Regions from separate parts of the Lactuca sativa genome. Here region 1 is linked to region 2. A link is a contact called in public Hi-C data. All regions are on one chromosome and are shown on one strand. Each heading gives the region's core, a stretch centred on a gene start, on an enhancer-like site or on the middle of the called end of the contact. The rest is flanking DNA. Distances are from core to core; before and after follow the strand shown.

Region 1 (4,562 bases), core at 1,399-3,898, 200 kb before region 2:
CAACTCCTTCAATCTAGATCCGTTTCTGATGAACTTTATATCCACAGAAAGGTGGCGAGAAGCCCTACACTTCTAGCAGCACAACTCAGCCCACAACCTTCTCAAAATAAATTCCCATCCCAAAAATGACCAAACGCCCCTAGCTTTGGTTTCTGAAATCCACGAACGAATACTTTTCGAATAGGGCGTTACAGTTATGAAACAAAATGAATAGAGAGCATTGGGTTTTCTGGGAGGTGATCGATGGTGGTTTTGGTTGGGTTAGCCGACGATCGGAAAAGAGAGTAGGAGAAAGAGAAGGGCATGGGTATGGTTATCAATGGTGGAGGCCTGATAGGAGTTTACCACATTGTATAGTGGCTAGGGCAGTGGTTGGTCTCGTCTGAGAAAGAAGGATGAGAGTGATGGGGATACCGTTAGGCATATCAAACCCAACAAATAAAGGGGTACGATATACTCCAAAAGAATCCCACTATATTGCACTAAAAGGCAGTACAAGGTAAGTATGGTCGATCCACAAAGACACGAGATAATTAGTATATACCTCTTTGCGCAAGGTACTATGGTCACCAACAGTAAATAGGGGGGTTTAGAATGCAATAACTAAACAAACAAATTAAAAACACACATAATTGGCTAAATGAGTGAATTAAGTTTAGATTTTGTAAGGACTCCAACTTCATGTACTTCATGTATGACAATCCAGCAATGGGAATCAAAGACGACAAGACATTCGTTTCATTCTATCTAAGTTGGTACTTGAAAGTGTTAACAAGCTCTAACACTTTCCATTCACCACATTAATCAATCAAAACAAGCTCTTTGATTAATCCTAACCTTACTAACCTAATCTAAACAAGCTCTTAGAATTAGATTAAAAGATTGCATTAAGCTTATTGTGAATGTTCCCAACAACACCCAATACTCCTCACAAGCTCGGGAGCGTAAGAATGTGTGAAAAGATTTACACTAAATTCATTCATAAGAAATCAATTTAATGCTTGTTACTTAGTTCAATTCACAAAACAATTACAAATTTTGCAAAATGAATAACTTGAATGACCTAACCCTAATTCAAATGGCCAATAAGAATCATTATTAGAATCAAACATTCTATTGAAGTAAAATCAGTTTCACTAGATAGAAATTAAACACAAACATCAGGTCATATGATTTGATTCGCAACCAAAAAGTCAAAACATGAAAATGGAGAAGTTAGGGTTCTAGCCACACATGGCTAGAACAAGATTAACAAGTTTAAAAGATGAAATTAAGTGCTAAAGTGCTTACAAAGAAGAATTTAAAATGTTTCCAAATGATTAACGGACAAACCCTTTCTAAAACCTTCGAATTTTCCTATCCAAAAGTGCTCTGATATGTTGTGTGTTTGTAAAAATTGCCCTTAACCCGTAATATGAAAGATAGGAAAAACTGTCAAAAGTTGGTTTTTGGGTCGAACACGACCCGTGTTGATTTGCACTAAACTGACACGGCTCTTGTTCAGCATGGTCAACAACTCTCATTTTGGTCAACACGGCCCGTGTTAAAATAGGCTAAACTGACACGGCCCCTGTTCAACATGGTCAACAGCTCCCATTTTGGTCAACACGGCCCGTGTTGATTTTGCATTGTAAATCCAACACGGCCCGTGTATTCCTCTGACTCCAATTCCAAACTTGATTTTTTTCAACTTTTCCGTTCTTCGCCTGATCATCCCGAAATCTTCACCAATGCTTCCCGACACTTCCCAAAGCGCGTTCCAACCTCCGGTTTACCTGAAAAGGACATAAAAGTGTGCAAATAAGGTTGTTCTAGAGACTAACATGAATATGATGAAATGCAAGATAAATGAAGAACAATTATGCTAAATAGATGTATGAAAATGGACTAAATGGTGCACAAAGAGGTGCATAAAGTGCACCTAACATTACCAATGTTGATACTTGGGTTTTTGTCGGTAATGTAATGTATTGTGGTTTCCAATCACCGATGATGTAGTGTATTTTGGTTTACAAGGAAGGTAGCAGGAAAATGAGGAAAGAGAAATGGAAGAGGGTGATACATATTTTATTTTTTTAATCTAAAAGATAAACAAAATAAAAGAAATTTAAGAGAAATAATTATTAAGGATAAAAAAATCATTTTATATACATAAGATTGTCCAAGTGAAAAAAACAATACATAAACAATCCAAGTTAATTTTTATAAATAAAAACTAAATGTATTTTTTTGGCCCTACGCAAAAGACAATTCATGTATTCTACTCCAAAAAGTGATATTAGCTTAGCCTTGTAGTAAGAAATCTTTTATTTCTGTTTCATTTAAATACGACACTAATAGAAGCCCCTACTTGAGATCGGTTTGTAGGCCCAATTATTATTTAGAATTCAGTTTATATGGGCAAGACCTGAGGGTTGTTTGTTTGTCAAGAATGAAATGAAATTAAGGGAAAATAATTCTAATTCTGTTGGTTGTTTGTTTGGTAGAAATGGAAAGGAATGAAATTGAAGAGAAAATGATTCTAATTCCTTTGGTTATTTGTTTGGTAGGAATGGAATGAAATTTAAGAGAAGGTGCTGAATTAAATTTTTTCCTTCAGGAAAATTCGTTCTTTCACCGTCCTAGTGGAATTAATGGAAAATGGAAAATGGCAATTACGATTTTGCCCTCACTAAATATTACCAGTTTACCACACGCTTCATCAGGTAAACCTAGACATCTTCTCATTCTCGTTCAGCCGACAACCTCTCCATCGCGTCTTCTCCACTTCGTCACAGGGTCGTTCAAGGAGCTTCATCGCAGGTAATATCTCTCTACCTCTACCTCTACCTCTATCTCCCTCTCTCTTTAATCGCATTTTATACATTCGAACCAAACAACCCCCTCTGAAGTCGATCCCAAACAGAGCTACCGTGACATCGCTGGAGGGTTTTTTTTATTCTTCAATCGCTATTGTGACCCCTCTGATATCATGATATCAGAATCTGAAAAAAAGTCCCTTTCTTTCTCTTCAATAGTTTTATTAGTCGAACTTGATTTATAGTGGATGTGATTTCGGGATGCTTTTTTGTTGTAAAGAATCGAGTCTTTTTTGGTTCTGAATGGATCTGAACCATACTTACCAATGAGATAGTGAGAAATGATCGAATTCTCACTTTGTTCTTGCTTTTGATCGTGATTGATTGGTTAATATGCGTAATTGGATTATTTGACATAACAAAAAGCAGTCCGATGTTTACCCTTACCAGAAGTATCCCTTTTTGTAAATCTTCCAAGTCAGTCATAGTTTAAAGACTGATTTAGGGAGTTGTTGATCATACACACCTATTTGTCTAATGCATTGTATCAATTATGGTTGCTAGTAACATTTTTCTGAATCGATAGAACAGAAATTCTGCTGTGGTTTCATTTTCTTATGTGAAAATACCTGCTAATTGGTCTGATACTTTTCAAACACTTATAATCTGTATTTGAAATTTTGCAGGTTATTGTTAGTTTCTTCATCTCCACTCAACCTACAATGGCTGCAAATAATGAGATGCCCGTTGCATTAGACAAGGAACAGGTAAACTCCATTTGATTTGTTTTTAGCAATTCATTAGTCTGAAAGAAAAAAAATGCATTGCATCTCCATTTGTTTTCTTGTATTTAAAGATTAGGTTGTAGTTACTTTATTGTGTTTTTCTTGATGTATAGATCTTTGGAATGGCAGAGAAGGAGATGGAGTACAGGGTTGAATTGTTTAACAAGTAAGAACCTTCATTTTTGGATTATTTTGTTATGTGTTTAAAATTCATCATGCCTAGACATAAAGATTTTAGACCTTTCTATTAATTAAACAACACCCTATAATGTATATTCTCTTCCATTTCCTGTGTTGTGCAAGTTTTATAATATTTAACACATATGTATGATTTGATGCAGGCTAACTCATACATGTTTTGCTAAATGTGTTGAGAAAAGGTATCATCTCTTCTCTTCACAATAATAATAAAAAAAGTCCTTCAAGGCACATTAATTCAAAATATGGTGTTTCAAAGATGTGATTTTGAATAGCTTAATTGTTTTAGGTACAAAGAGTCTGAGTTAAACATGGGTGAAAACAGCTGCATTGATCGTTGTGTTTCAAAATATTGGCAGGTAACATTTCTTTAAATATTTTTTCAAGATTTATAATCATAATGTAAACAAATATATATAAACCTTTTCAAACATATGTGAATATGTAACATGCTCTCTCATTTATCTTCAGGTCACAAATCTTGTAGGCCAACTACTTGGTTCTGGGAGACCACCAATGTGAATCTTCAACTTTGGTTTTTAATATTAATTATAATAGTCAAGGATTCTTTAGATTTTTTTTTTTGTTTTGATGATTGATGAAATCATATAGATCAACTAAGTTGTTCAAAACCCTGAAATAATTTTGGAGTATTTTCAGAATATTTCTATGAGTGAACCAATGCCATGAATTTTATATGCTTCATTTTCTTTCACATCTAATGCTTTTAACTTTTAAAGAACAAATGTTTTTTAGAAATTTTTGTGGGAGGTAGATATAT
Region 2 (4,466 bases), core at 865-3,364:
TTGGGTCTTCAAAAGTCTGGATGTGTTGACCGGAGGAAGTTGACTTTGACTGGAAGAATGGGTCTAACAACTTTTTTAAAGGACTCGGTCGATGATGACGTGGAGATATAGTTCTCTGAATTGTGTTTGTTTTGAAATCTGAATTCTTTGAAGAGACGCTAAGTTCTTTCTTTTCTGGAGTGATGGGATTTCTTTCAGACTTGGCTTCATTTTCAAATGGAAATGATGTTGGAATGTTGTTTTTTGGATCATAGGAATCTTGAAATTTCATCTTTCCCTTCAAAGATGTTGATGATGATGATGACGATGATGATTCAGGAAGATTTTGAGTATAAATATCATTCATTTTGGAACTTCTTGGCTTATTCCGTGTTTTCTTCCCACTATTACAAGGATCATTTTTAACATCTTGAGAGTTTTCAAGATTTCTTCGAATGGAAATTCCTTCTGAGGAAACGTTTAAATGAGATTGTAAAGTAACATGATGAGGTTTCAAAGGAGCAGAAGAAGAGGTTTGAGCTCTACTTGAATGAGGAGAAGATTCATCAGTTGAAGATAATAAAGACGAGTTACTTGTAGATGGTGAATATTTGTTACTTCCCACAAGACCCTGTTTTTGACGATGATATTGCCATTTTTCTAAGCGACCCCAATCCATGACACCAAAGTTCAAAGCTTTATCTTGAATAGGTTTTCCCCTTTCAAGAAAACTAGGTAAATTCGACATGTGTCTAACAATCTCTTCCATTTCCACCACTTTGTTTCCATTTCCACCACGTGTAGATGATGATGATGATGATGATGATGCCATATCTAGTAGTCAAAGATACCCTCCATAGTAGTCAAGAAAATCTGGTCATGCAGTCTGCTCTGATAAACAATATACAACATCAGAACACAAGACCATATGATCAGTTATGACATGCAATCTATTATCTATAACTTATGACATATGCAGCAATGCAGGTTTCATCAAAGTAAGCCCATTGGGTTTTCTAGATACTAATTTTGTATACCTGCAGCATAAGGACAACTTGAGGCTATGGAAAAGGACAATAAGAAACTGAAAAGGAGAATTATGTGGTCCTTGGAAATCATTAATACGAGTGTGAATGTGATAAAGATAAGGTAATAAAGTTGGAAAGTATCACAAGAACCCCATAAACAAGATTCCCTGATGATGAACAAGGCTCAATGACAATTAAACTGATCGAGACATTTAAGGGAAAGGAGTAGAAAATGAAAGAGGAGAAAGGGGAAAAGCTCATTAAGCACATTGTCTCATTATTACATCTCTTTATTTTATTATAAATGACGCTTTTCTTTTGTCGGCTCTGTTCTCGTAGCAATTAATATTTTCTCTGAGAGAATTAATTACACCCAGATTCAAGTTGTGGTTCGGCTTCAGAAGACATAGAAATTCACAAAAGGAGTGTTTCATTTAGCAATTCTTTATACACCAAATAATACATAAATGGTAAGATTATGTTGTTCTTTCTAACAATTATGAGAAAGAGAAACAAAATAGCCATAAACAGCAATGCTTTAGCAGCTATAGAAGAAACTGGGTTTCTTTTTTCCCATTTCGTATCCCAATTATTTCTTTAAATCTAAAAAGAAATCAAACAACAACTACAAGAATAGCTAAAGCAAACACACAACATACAGAAAACAAAACAAAAACACGGTATTGACATAGAACATCTCACCAAAATTTCAACAGAATTACTTACAGGGACAATTAGCGAAGAGGTATCTGACGACCGATGATATGCATAAACCCTGGCGGGTTCTTCAAGATGAAAGAAATTATGTCGGTGGCGGTGGGCACGATATGCGTAAAGTAAAAGCTTGAAACATGAATCGAAGTAATTCAGACTTCTAACTCAAAGAACGAGACTTTACCAAGAAAAAACACAGGAAAGGAGTTGACCCTTTACTTGATCGGATCCTTCTGTTTCGCGGAATCCAGAGGTCCAAAGAGAATTTTGAGAGAGAGAGAGAAGAAAAGGGGCAAGTTTCGATCGGACGGCGTAGAGAAGAGGTATTCGCGGGTGGTGATGACATAGGGTAGGGGGACTTCGGAGGGGCCTGAGGACACATATAGAAAGAGAAAAAAAAATTGAAAACAATCATGAAAGCCGCAGGTGGGTCACTTCACAGTACATGGGGATTGGAGCCTGAATTTCTCAAATTATTTACGGTAATCCATAAAACTTTATTAATTTATAACAAAACTGTATTTGTAAAAATATAGATAGGTCCAAAACAATTTGGATTGACCGAAGGTTTAAAATTAAAAATTTCATGTGATTTTGGTTTTGTAAAAATTGAAAGGAACATTTTACCCTTTTATTATTTTTATATTTATTTTAATAGTTTGTTACTTTAAAAATAAAAGAAATATAAAAGAAGGTCTCTCTTACGGATGCAAGCAATAATACATAATAGGTATGGTCAAGATTGAAAAAAGTGTTGCCAGTGCATGATAAATATATGTAAAAATCCAAAAAAATCAGAAAATTTTTCGCTGCATACAAGAAAAGTAAGTGTTGCTGGTGGCACACCTGGACCAAACAAAACCATCTCTCTCTCTCTCTCTCTCTCTCTCTCTCTCTCTCTCTTAATACACGGACAAAGTAATACCACAATACGAATCAAAATTTCCAAAATCACCAAAATTGCACCGGCTTAAAAGAAGGGCAATATATAGTGTAATTTTGAACTTCACATAACCAACAGGGGAAATGGAGGGTGTAATCACAATGTTTCTTTAATCACTGCATTTAAGGGGCTGTTTGTTTTTTTTGTGAAGAGTTGCACAACCACTTTTGTCTGCGTCGCGCAGACATATGCCCTCGCAGAGTGTTTGTTTTTTGGAAGTGCGCAGACCAAAAAACATCTGCGCGAGGTCTTTCTGGCGCAGACATGGGCCACTGTCTTCAAAGGTCTTCAGACCTCATTTTAACCAAAAAAAAAAAAAAGACCACCCTTTTTTTTTCTTTCTCTTTTTGTTGAAAATGCATTTTTAATCTTTATGACATGAAATTAAGATTGAAAAATTAATTTATTTCAATGGCTGCAGACGTTAAAAACAAACAGTCTTCTTATTGCAGACCGCAGACATTTGGTCCACCTCTTCTGCCGCAGAGGCTTGCAGATGTGGTCCGCAGACTGCAGACATTTTGGCTTCAAAAATAACAAACAGCACCTAAGTAACATAATTTTGGAAGATGAGATTCTTCCACGATTGTATTTCCTCTTATAACTTGTTCTAATTCGTCTTGTACCTTTTTCATTTCGTTGAGATTTTGTAGAAGCTCCGCAATTGTTGATATGGTATTTGTTTCTCTAACTACAATGTCATGTTTGAGAAAAGATAGTGTATACAAAAAAAACAAGTTAAAACAACTTCCGTATATTAAAACAAACAATTATAGGAAAAAAATTATCACGAGAAGATGTAACGTCTGTAATTTTGGGCTAGACAATTGAGATATAATAAATGATAATTATTATAATTTGAACCCTCGAATTAGGAGATCGCTAGTCTTGCATGTCGCAAACTACATATTATAAGACTTTTAAGGAATTTATCGATAAATGATAAAACGACATTTGATAGAAGGTTATGTGGGATAAATAATTTTTGTCAAAGTTGTAGTTGGTGTAACTAATTCTGACAATTCTCGACACGATATGATATAAACGGGTTTGGGTTGAGCTTTTCAACCTGTCAAACCGTTTATTAAACAGGTCATATATGGGTTTCTCAAAAAATATACGGGTGGACCTGCCAACCCGTTTAGAAGTTTAATAAAAAAAATTATATGTTTTTTTAAATGGATTAAGTATTATACACTATGCAGATTATACTTTATACTAGGATAGGATACTTAATATTATTGGCTATTTGACCCATGGGTAACCATTTGCTTATTTGCATTGCAACACGTTTAACCTTTGCCCTAAATAATGTCAGTATCTCAGAAACAAAATCGAATAAGCCCTCTATCGGTATCTCCTCTGTGATGAACGACATAATGAACTTACAAAAAACGACGGCATGAATGATTGAATCATTATCGAATGTCATCGAAGCATGTGATTGAATTTATCTATGTTTGTATTAATGTTTTAGTTTCAACATGTTTCCATGAATATTTTTAATTTTCATTTGGATGTTTGAGAGTTAAGTTTCTAAAATTCGGATATGTTTGCATCAAGAATTTATTCATGTTTAATTATCAATTTTATTTATGGATCTGACCCACTAAGACACAAACCCAAATCTAACCCACGAATCCAAATCCGACCCACGAACCCGCCAACCTGTGAACCCGTATAAATAAGTGGGTTGACGGGTCATATATGGGTTTATGTTCCAAACTCGCCAACCCGTGACCTGTATAAAATGGGTCGTGTTCGGTTTGGTATATTTTGACCCGACAACTCGAACACGACAC

The links. A called contact is a pair of places that touch in the nucleus more often than the background predicts.
Region 1: a contact with region 2 is called in a Hi-C map of leaf, with 4 times the contacts expected there. The contact joins the promoter of LOC111907502 here to the promoter of LOC111907500 in region 2. A contact is called at or near these places in 3 of 4 Hi-C or Micro-C datasets (leaf and seed).

Annotation. Positions count from the first base shown.
Region 1 is chr9:29,567,187-29,571,748 of Lsat_Salinas_v11, reverse strand. LOC111907502 (mitochondrial import inner membrane translocase subunit TIM10) reads left to right here and starts at 2,648. Exons shown (of 6, transcript XM_023903301.3): 1 at 2,648-2,802; 2 at 3,485-3,565; 3 at 3,697-3,749; 4 at 3,925-3,963; 5 at 4,071-4,140; 6 at 4,253-4,496. The coding sequence starts at 3,521. The coding sequence ends at 4,303.
Region 2 is chr9:29,370,363-29,374,828 of Lsat_Salinas_v11, reverse strand. It overlaps LOC111907500, which reads right to left and starts at 2,114. Exons shown (of 3, transcript XM_023903298.3): 1 at 1,734-2,114; 2 at 1-865. The coding sequence starts at 811.